2 separate regions of the Gossypium hirsutum genome follow, and region 2 is linked to region 1. The links are chromatin contacts, called in public Hi-C maps. All regions are on one chromosome and are shown on one strand. Each heading gives the region's core, a stretch centred on a gene start, on an enhancer-like site or on the middle of the called end of the contact. The rest is flanking DNA. Distances are from core to core; before and after follow the strand shown.

The links. A called contact is a pair of places that touch in the nucleus more often than the background predicts.
Region 2: a Hi-C map of leaf shows a contact between it and region 1, with 6 times the contacts expected there. The contact joins the promoter of LOC107948478 here to the promoter of LOC107948139 in region 1. A contact is called at or near these places in 11 of 34 Hi-C or Micro-C datasets (callus, hypocotyl, leaf and 1 more).

What each region holds. Positions count from the first base shown.
Region 1 is chrA04:30,893,569-30,899,084 of Gossypium_hirsutum_v2.1, reverse strand. LOC107948139 (protein trichome birefringence) reads left to right here and starts at 1,916. Exons shown (of 5, transcript XM_016882605.2): 1 at 1,916-3,160; 2 at 3,449-3,641; 3 at 3,748-3,941; 4 at 4,047-4,205; 5 at 4,415-5,029. The coding sequence starts at 2,109. The coding sequence ends at 4,781.
Region 2 is chrA04:31,428,649-31,434,306 of Gossypium_hirsutum_v2.1, reverse strand. LOC107948478 (thioredoxin-like 3-1, chloroplastic) reads right to left here and starts at 3,663. Exons shown (of 5, transcript XM_016883037.2): 1 at 3,087-3,663; 2 at 2,913-2,987; 3 at 2,633-2,699; 4 at 2,511-2,528; 5 at 2,124-2,413. The coding sequence starts at 3,394. The coding sequence ends at 2,315.

The sequences.
Region 1 (5,516 bases), core at 667-3,166:
AAAAAAACTTTAAAAACTAAAGTGAGAAAAGTTATACATTTTAAGGTCTAAAGTGTGCACTAAGCCATAAATCTATAAGAGAATCCAGACATTATATATGTGCATGAAAAGATCCATTAGTTTGAATTTTGATATCTATATTTATACATATGTAATTTGTTTGACCAAGTTGATCACTTCAATTTCTTTTTTAATAAAGGATTGAAGGAATTAATATAATGACATTTTCTATCTTATTATTTTTATATAAAACGTTTAAATAAAAGAACTAAAAAGACAATAGCTAAATTATTAATTAGTTTTTTTCTATAAATATAAATTCAATATTAAAATTTTCTTTCACCCGTGATAAAATCTCTTGGGGATAATCTTACTCTTAGATTGATCCCTCTTTATCTTCTTGAAGATGAACCTCTGCCATTACTCGACACTGATCTCCTTCGCCATATACTATCAAGAAAAAAAATTAGTGGATTTAGGGTTTAGGTTTTCACATTGAGGTGTAAATTTGATTGGTATTTTGTTTGAAATTCTTTTGGGGTTTATCTGTATCCTTTTATTTTCTCATACGTTCCTTTTTATAGAAATTTGTTAGAGTTTTAGATCATCCATAACTCTTCTTTCTTCCTGTTTAAAATTTGAAAATTGCTCCATCTTTAGGTTTAAAATTTGAAAAGAAATCTCTTTATCATCTATATTAACTTAATTTATTATTTAGATACTTTTTAATATATTTCTGTATATAATTTATTTAATTTATTTTTAATTTTTAAAAAATCATAGTTTACTTATGATAATTTGTTTAAAATTACTTAGATAATTTATTGTTTAGATAATTATTTAGATAAATTTATTAAGAATATATTAATAACTTAGATTATTTAAATCATTTATAGTTTATTTATATATTTTTTAGACAATATATTAAATATGTTAATTTTAAATAAATTATTTATGATTGTACAATAAAATAAAATAAAATAAAAATATTAAAATGTTAGTATATTTTAAATAATTAAAATATCTAATTATTGTTTATAATTAAAATTATTAAAATAATTATTAATTATTCATCAAAATTATTAATATATTATATTTAATGCACGTGTAATATTATAAACAATAATATATTAAAATGTTAATTATATTATGTTTAAACCAAATTATTAATAAACATTAAACATCAATATTATATTATTAATAATTAATAATTTATATTTTTATGATACTAATAAATTATTAATTAAACTCAATCATATTAAATTATTTTATAATTTTTTGTATAAATTTAGATAATTTAGGTTTAATATTAAAATTTTTTAGTAGTTTGATTTAATACCCGTACAATGCATAATTATAAATAATTAAAATACTTTAAATCTAGACATCCAATTTTTATTACTAATCCAAATTTTATTTTAAGTATTGTAATTTGAAAAATAATAAATTTATTAGAAATATATTTTATTTCATATTTATTTGCTTTGTATTAAATATATTTCATTTGTCCAATTTTTATTTATATATTTATCACGTTATTTATAGTACTTTATTTATAGATTTAGCTAAATAAAAATAATATAATTTTATATTAAATTATTTTGGAAGGATAAATTGAGAAGAAATATATAAAATAATTTCTGAAAAAATTTAGTGGATAATGAAAAATTAAAGATTATCTAAAAAAGTATAAAAAAAGGAAAATGCGTCATTTGTCACAAAATCATCTTGTATACCTTATTATATATATATGATTACTTGATTATGGAATTTTTTATTTATTAAAAATAAAAAATTCTACAAAAATAATGGCCGACAAATTAAAAATTTACTCAGAATCGAAAAATGGGTTAATGCTAACCTGCACTAATTTTGTAATTAGATTAATCTAGTATTTCATTTCTGTCACTATTGAACTGAAAAATCAACTTAAAATTTAGTTTCTGTTTGTGTCGAATCGTATTCACATTTAAGGATCGTCCCACTTCTCCACTCTCTCTCCCCAAACACTAATTTTTCTCTTCCACTTTCCCATCTCATCTGTTTTTTCTTCCATACCTGAGTTTTGCGAGATAGAAACTCAAAAGAGATCAAGTTTGGTCTCTTCCATGGCGGATATAGCAAAGTACACGCCTATCAATGGAGGAACTACGACTGCAGTCACGGCAGAGTTTAAGAATCTGTTTTCAATCATCAAAACAAGGAGAACAGTGGCTTTCTTCATGTTTGCCTTCGTCGGTTTTACTGTTTTCTTAGCCTTTAGCCCTTCTTCTAACTCTTCTTCTCCTTGGGTCACCAACATCTTTTCATCAACTTCCTCTCCAGCTACTTCATCTGCTGGTTCTTACAGATCTCAATCATTTTCCCTATTCGATTACTTCTTTCCCAACACCTCTTCTTCACGAACTCTTAACATCATTTCTCCTTCTCCATTTCCATCTCCATCTCCATCTTCTTCTAATAGTAACACCAGATCTAATAACACTGCAACTCAAGTAGCCGACAATCCAAGTGAGGACCTACTTTCTGCCAAAAAAACCAACAAAACCCAATCTTTCAACATAAATAAACAACGCCCCAGCTCCGAAAATACAACTTTTAGGTCTCCCTACAGTGGTTTAAACAACACCAAAAGTTCAGTTTTGCATGCAAATCAGACCACAGTTTCTCCTCCTCCTAACTTGAATCAAAATCCTCCAAGTACAAATAACCAGACTGGAAAGAAAGAGAATTCTGATAAAGCTCAAGTTCTGAAATCTAATCAGACAACAACGGTCACAGAGAAAATCCTGGAGGCAGCTAACCGGAGCACCAATTCTCCAGCTAAATCTGAATCTTCCAACAAGTTAAGTTCTGGGAAGGGAGAGAAAATCGTAGGGCAAAAGGGTGTGGTGTCGAACTACTCAGCTTCCCTAACAAACAAACCAAGCAATGGAAGTGATTCAGGGTTGACAGCTAAACAGGAAATTGATAATTTAATCGACTCTTTGATGAACTGCGATTTATTCGATGGAAAATGGGTGAAGGATGATTCATATCCACTTTATAAACCTGGGTCCTGTTCGTTCATTGATGAGCAGTTTAGTTGCGTTGCCAATGGAAGGCCTGATAGAGATTATCAGAAACTGAAATGGAAGCCTAAAGGCTGCACTTTACCAAGGTATTTGATTCTTTTAATGTTGTTTTTAGTGTCTTATCATCCAAGAAATACTTTTAAGCGTGTTTGATCGGTTTGATATTGAGTTGGTTTTTCTTTAATGGAATTTGGTCATGTTTGATCTTTGAATTAGTCATCTAGGGATTTTATTTGATTCTGTTAGTAATCTAAACTGTTGATTGCATTTTCATTTACAGATTGCAATAAAAACTGTTGAATTTTGTTTTCTTTTATTATTAAAATAAGATTAATTACATGAAACTGATCCTTTCTTTTTTTTTTCCCTTGAAGATTGAATGGTGGTCACATGTTGGAGTTATTGAGGGGTAAGAGGCTTGTTTTTGTCGGGGATTCTTTAAATAGGAATATGTGGGAATCTCTAGTTTGCATTCTGAGAAATGCTGCAAATAACCCCGAAAATGTTTATGAAGCACATGGAAGACATTATTTTCGAGGGGAAGCTTCGTATTCTTTCATATTCAAAGTAGGTTTTTCATTTGCTTATCTTTGGTACATTAGGTAATGTACTTGAAATTTAATGAAACTTATTTGTTTCCCTTTTTGGGGTTGGCTTGGATGATGATGAACAGGATTTTAATTTCACTATAGAGTTCTTCGTATCTCCGTTCTTGGTCCGAGAATGGGAAATGCCAGACAAAACTGGAGCAAAGAAGGAGACATTGCGGCTTGATCTTGTTGGAAAATCATCAGATCAATATAAATCGGCAGATATCCTTATCTTCAATACAGGTCATTGGTGGACTCATGAGAAAACTTCCAAAGGGTTGGTTGATTTTATTTCCATGTAACTGTTTACCATATAAGGCTGTTATGGGTGATCTATGGAGTTTAACCATTATTTTTCATATTAAACAATGGCAAACTACAGGAAAGATTATTACCAGGAAGGTAGCCATGTTTATAATGAATTGAATGTTCTCGAGGCCTTTCGGAAAGCTCTGACAACCTGGGCTAGATGGGTTGATGCTAGTGTAAATCCTATGAAGACTATGGTGTTCTTTAGGGGTTATTCTGCATCGCATTTCAGGTAAAGTGAGAGATTTTTTTATGTTGTTTTGGTCCCAGTTTGAGAACAGAACAAAGGGGTAGGACAATCAGTTGCTATATTTGCTGCATAATTTTTGTACTTGTTGAGAATTATGGAGGCCTTTCATGGTCTTCATTTTGAATTTCATGTTAGTTCAACCATAGTATATTATTTCTAAATTATTTACGGGTGTTTGAATCTTTGGCCAGTGGCGGACAGTGGAATTCTGGAGGAGCATGTGATAGCGAAACTAAGCCGATTAAGAACGAAACATATCTTAAACCATATCCACCAAAGATGTTGGTGTTAGAATCAGTACTGAAGGGGATGAAAACGCACGTCACCTACCTAAATATCACCCGGCTGACCGATTTCAGAAAGGATGGCCACCCATCTATCTACCGGAAACACCCGAAGCAAACAGTACCGGAAGACGAAAGAGTAGCGCCACTAAAATACCAGGACTGCAGCCATTGGTGCCTTCCCGGTGTGCCGGATTCGTGGAACGAGCTTTTATATGCTGAGCTGCTTGTAAAAGAAAACAAAATGCGGCAACATCAAAGAAGAGCTAGGTAAAATGAACACCATACAAACTTAAAAAGAGTTTTATTTCATTGTGAAATTGTAGAAACAAAAGAAATGGGAAAAGAAAAAGATGTATGAGAAAATCATAGTTTTTAATTTTTTATTTTTTCCACTACTTCTAAATTATGGAAGTAAGGTAGTAAAGGCAAAGCTCTATTCTTGGAGAGATCAATTTTATGCTTGTAATAATTGTTACTTTGTTTATAGTATAATATGAAGTATAGAGGATGGTTTTCTTAGCCTCGAATTTGCTTTGAGGGTTGTAAATCTCCTTACCATTTAGTTTGCTTAATTTTTAAATTTTTGTTTCGTCAGTACATTTTTATGATACCCTAAAAAGTTAGGTTCTTGGCATTATAAACGACCGACCATTGAGGCTTTTTATGAAGCAAATAAAATAATGCTGATTAGGTTGTCAATCTTATGTTGCTTTTCACTTTGTCACATGGGGTGTCTTGACAAACTCTTCCGTGTAATAGAATTTTGGATTTCAAATTAAAAATAATTAAAAGATAATATTTTGCCTAAAAGAATCCAAAATTCGGATTTAATATAATTAATTTATATTTACAAGATAATATTCGAAGAAATTAAATTTGAGTTAACAATCTGTATTTTAAATAGTTTGTAACATTAGGAAATTATAAGAAAAGGGCTAATCTTGTCTTTAATCAAAATGGCTTTTTCACTTTGTAAAGATTCGTATTCTTCTCAATAATTGAATCT
Region 2 (5,658 bases), core at 2,414-4,913, 530 kb before region 1:
TTTATGTGTAAATAACAGCTCCAAATCCAATGTCTTTTAGGTAGCATGTCAAGGATTCTTAGGTTGGACATGATTAAAGTTCATCTTTCATTCAGAAACTTCAATTCATTCGCTTAGGCTTTTAGCTTTATTAAGAACTGTAACTTTGTATTCTCCTTTTCTATTATGTATTTCTGCATAGCTCGATGAAATCTTTCACCTATAAAAGTTGACATAGATGTTTAGTGGGTGTCCCAGCTTGGACACTATGAGATTGTGACTTCATCTTTGCTGTTAGAGCTATAGGTGTACTAACATACGTCTTTATTTGTTTCTCCATACTCTTTTAAGATAATAGCTGAGGTAGGTGTGTTCCAGCTTGGACACTATGAGATTGTGACTTCATCGTTGCTGTTAGAGCTATAGGTGTACTAACATGCGTCTTTATTTGTTTCTCCATACTGTTTTAAGATAAAAGCTGAGGTAGGTGGATTCTTTGTTCTTTCCATTGAACCCTTCCAATGCCATTTCTTCATGTAATGTGATGTGTCCGCTGGGTCCGCAATTTTCATGACTTGGACATACAGGACTCTTGTTCTATTCAAATTGAAATAGGGGCCAATGAGGTTCTTTGCTGTGATGCAAGTTAATGACTCGGTTGGTTCACTTAAATTGTCATTTAAGCTTTTTTTTAAGGGTTGAATTTGATTTGGTTTGATTCAGTTTTTTTAGATTTTTTAAACTATCGTCGAGCTAGTTTGGTTTTCTGTTTTTTATACTAATTTTGGGGTTTTTGGGCTTCTTTTGATTAAATAAGTTCTGTTTTACTGCTTTTGAACATTATTTGAAGTTTCAAGTAAAAAAAAAAAAACACTCATTAGATTGGTTTTAAGAATTATTTTAATTGTGAAAAGCATAATTGTCAAAAATAACTTCAATGTTTATGGGGTTTTGGTTTTATGCTCTTGAATTTTTTTTGATTGAAATTCTCAATGTTAATAGAAGACGTCAGTTGATTGTCACTCAACCACGGTAGATAATTTGGTTAAGAAATTTAACCAATTTCAAAGATGCTTATACCTCATGTCTTTCTTTCTTTCGTATGTTTTTGAGCATTGATGTTTAAGCTAATAAAATATCACAAAAATGAAAAAGAAAAAAAACACAATGACCCACCACTATTTTCATCAGAGCCCAAACTTTCATATTACTCTCTTAATTAACCATTTTAGTTATAGTACAAATCAAAACATACCCATTTCTAGATGACTTAGAATTAAAGAAAAACACAAGTTTATTCTCAAATGAAATATTAAAAAAGAAAAAAAAAAGAAAAAATGAAGCTGAAACAAACCAACCCTTCTTTGAAACCATAAGAACACAATAGAAAAAAGAAATTTACTCATCATTGATGTAATCCATTTCTTCAGCTTCCCTTTCTAAACCGAATCAAACCAACCCTTCTTTTCTTTATAAGTCTTCACTTCTTCAACAACACCACCAAAAGTAGTTACACAGTTCGATATTTTCCTTTTTTCTCTTGGTCTTTCACTATTTATCGAACACATACATTTTTTTGGAAAACAAAAGAGATTCGATTTAGATACTACTAGATCTAGTAGGAAAAAAGAGAAGAAAAAAGGAATTAGAAATTAGAAATCTATGGCTCTGCCTCTCAAATACCATAATAAATAAGTCAATTTGAAAATCTGACCCGATGGTTAGACATAACAGCGACATTAGTAAGAGAAGAAAGAGGACAAGAATAAAGATGAAAATAAATTTTAAAAAAGAAATTGTTAACTAATTTTGCTTTTATAGGGGTTATCTATGACTTCGTGCTTACGTGACACGCCATGTAGACTATTTCATTGATTGACATACAGTTTGATTGACGATCAACTCACGTTTCTTGTTAAAATTTGTTTGATTTCTAAAAGAAATTAAATGTTAGAAGATATTTTTGATAATTATGCCATTATGTTTGGATTTTGGAATGATGTTTATGTTCTGTTTTCACTCAGCAGGCCTCTTTAGGAATGCACTTCACTACATGGGTATATTGAGAAGAATAATTGTGCTCAGAAGATAAAAGAAATGCTGAACCATACATTCGTTCTTGCACAACGACACCGTGTAATTGCCAATATAATTTTCATCAAATCAAATTACAACATTACCTCAATGTATCAATACTGTTTAATTTGTGGAATTAACTTTACTGTACAAATAAAAAGTTCCAAGTATGGTTGGTCGTCAGAATACCATCATCAGTTTCTCATGATCATCTTACAATTTTACATCAAAAAAAAGTGAAAATAACCCCCAGTATTATTCAGACAAATTTTTTGATCATTTGTCTCACTTCTTCAGTAACAAGCCATGCTTTGTGCCCTCCAATTACTTCTTCTTTCATCTCTCCATCCTTCCATAACTGCAATTATTTTCCCTTTTTTAGATCCTTCCTTTGAAATCTCATTAATCATTATTAATATCAAAGAACTCAGATTTTTGTTTTGCGGTGAACATACCTGAATTGTAGGCATTTTCTACATACAAAAACACGAACAATTAAAAAAGAAGTGAAATAATTTTGTTATAATTGAATTAGAAAAAAGAAAAAAATAGAACACAAAGCAAAACATTTACATACAGAGATATTTCCCCGCTTCACTAAAGCTTGAGGTACTTTGTTGACATCCACGTAATAGAATTTGATTCTAACATATATTCCATAAGACGTTAAATCTTTAAAGGTGTACAGATATAATCCCATCTCCAAAAGTAATCAGTTAAATTATACAATACCAATAAGAATTTATTTTTAAAAATTTTAGATGGTGTGGAACCATTTTGCTTTTGTAGTAAATGTGTAAAATTCAGCAAAGTGAGTGTATTAAATATCAACACTTTTTGAGTAAAGATAACTTTACTTGGTATCGAACTCAGCTGCCAATTTCTCCAACTTTGGCTTCAAATAGATGCATTTCCGGCACCAAGCAGCCATCCTACCAGCAATCACAATTCCAAAAAAAACATTAAAATGGAGAAAGGCAAGGCTTTACTCTGTTCAACAAGGAAAGAGTTACAGAGAAGATGAAACGAACCAATCAATGATAATAGGCTGAGAGAGCTGTCGAGCACGAGCCAGAATCTGATCAAGGTGATCAGAGTCGTTGATGGGTTCCATCTCAATCGCACTGGGTCTTGACAAATCAGGCAAAAGAGCTTGTACTCTCCACTCTCTGCTCCTCACGATTTTATTCTTCCATTTTCTATCCTTCCAATCAGACCCAAAATACCTAGAATTCTTTGGTGAAAACAAACAGCTTCCATTGTTCCAAAGCTGTTGTTGTTGGTATCTTTGATAGATTTCTCGGGACAGAATTTGAGAATTCGCTGCCAAAATTGACATCTTTTCCTTTTATTTTTCAAGATATTTAATTTTATTTCCCAAGACATTTAGACAAAAGGGTATGTGGGAAAGTTGAAGAAAAGCATAATTGGATTGGGTTTGAAAGGGTTTTTTCTTCTCTCTTTATGTACAGTAGGTTTTAGTGAGAGATGGAAGTTGCGTTTTAGATAATGATATTTTGCGTTTCGGCGTTGGATTTGATTTGGAGGATGAGGAGAAGAAAATTACACAAAAATGAAAAAACTTATCCGAAAGGTGAGGGAACAGAGGGATGGAGAATGGGATGTGTGGGCCCACAAGTTTCTTTACTTTATGGTGTTTTCGTTGTAATTGTTGAATTTACTTCCTAATTCAAAAAACATTAATTTTAAAATTAAAACACATACAAGAAAACATAGAAATAAGCTTTACATATGGTATTTTTGAAATTTAATTTTTTTAATTTTTATTTTTAGGTTAATTTCAAAATTACATATGAATTTGAGTTTAATAGTAATATACATTAACTTTAAATTTATATAATTATATATATAATTTTAATTTGATTCAATTTTAAAAAATTGTTAATACAATTATTGATATGACATCATTTTACATTTATATAGTGCGTACAGAAATAGTTTTATTTATCTAATATAAAAATAAATTATGTACTTATTTATTAAATATATACAACTAGACTAAAATAAAAGTTCATGTATACATTTGAATCACAATCAAAGTTTTATGTGTATAATTAAAATTTATGCATCAAATTACACATTGGATAAAAGTTCACGTAAAATATTGAAATTATCCCTTTTATTTTTAGAACTTTAGTTTCTTTACTTTTCAAAATTTAAAACTTAGATCGACTTGTTAATATCGCAAAAATTCTTTTGCTAAATTCACTATCGTGACATTTTGGATAAAAAAATTCACTTAGTAGCTATATAACAAAAAATGATATTTTAATGGACTTATATTTAAAAGTTTATTTTTAACGATGTTAACAATTGGATTTACATTTTTAAATCTGAATGGTAGAGAGACCAAATTCTTTGAATTAAAATCAACATAACTAAATTTCAAATGTACAAAGAGTACAAGGACTTGGTTAACACCCTTAACCAAATTGTCGATAGTCCATGGTAAGGCGGTGTTACATTCAATGACTGAATGTATCGCTAATAAGGAGTATTTTTTTTACATTATTTCTATTTGCTAGTCCACTTAAGGGAGGAGAAGTTTCTCCACGTTTCTTCATTGCTCCACCATTTTTACTCATTTTTCTCCCTATCTTTCACCATTTTTCGTCATTTCTTTATAAAATCTTCATCTTAAAACCTTGATTGAGCCATTTCCCTTAGCATCTTTATCACCCAATAAGTTAAGGTTTGAATCTTAAAGAGAGAGCTTAATAGGAGTTATAAATTGGTTATTCAAGGTATGGGTTTTGAAGCTCTCATCTCATTTTCGCATAATTCATATTTATTTCAAGATGCCGTTGTTGTTGCGCCATATTAATGACTATTTAATTACTATGGAATTTATGATTCTTTTTGTTATTTTTGTAAGAAATTGAAGAGGAAGAAAGGGAAACTAGCACAGGGAAAGAAATGTCAGTGGATTGAGGTGAAAGAGAGTTCTCCTTATTTTTGAGAGTTTTTGTGTTGTTGGTAAGATTTATGGAAATCTCTTGAAAATAATTATCTCATGTTTAAATTGATTTTGTTAAAATTATTGAGTATAATATCGTATTTTAATATTTGTATGTTTGTAAAAATATGGTTTCAAATAAGTAAGTGAAGTTCAAAAATGTTGAATGATGTTAAAATTCAGATTATTGGCATGAAAATAACTTTATGAATGGACTTTGGAAAATGTCACCTTATGGAGATGAAAATGAAAGGTTTGAAATTGTCTGTAGTGACATAATTCCATGATTCAAATTACCGATTTATATTATAGTGTTTTACACCAAAAATATTGATATTGAACTGTAATTTCATTTGATACTTGAGTTATTGAAATTATGAAAACATTGAAACAAGACCTTGGTAGCTTAGATAAATAACTAGGATACGATTGGCATGCCAATAGGGGACTTTTGTTACTTTTTTAGGAGATGCGGATTTGACCATGTTTAGCCTTCGAGCACATTACTTCGGTACTCCTATTACTAACACTTCGGTGTGATACTACTCTAGTCTTCGGACACTAGCGCTATGATGTGTTATTATTTCTGTGGTGTGTTGGATGACTAGTCCTTAGTATCCGCTCTC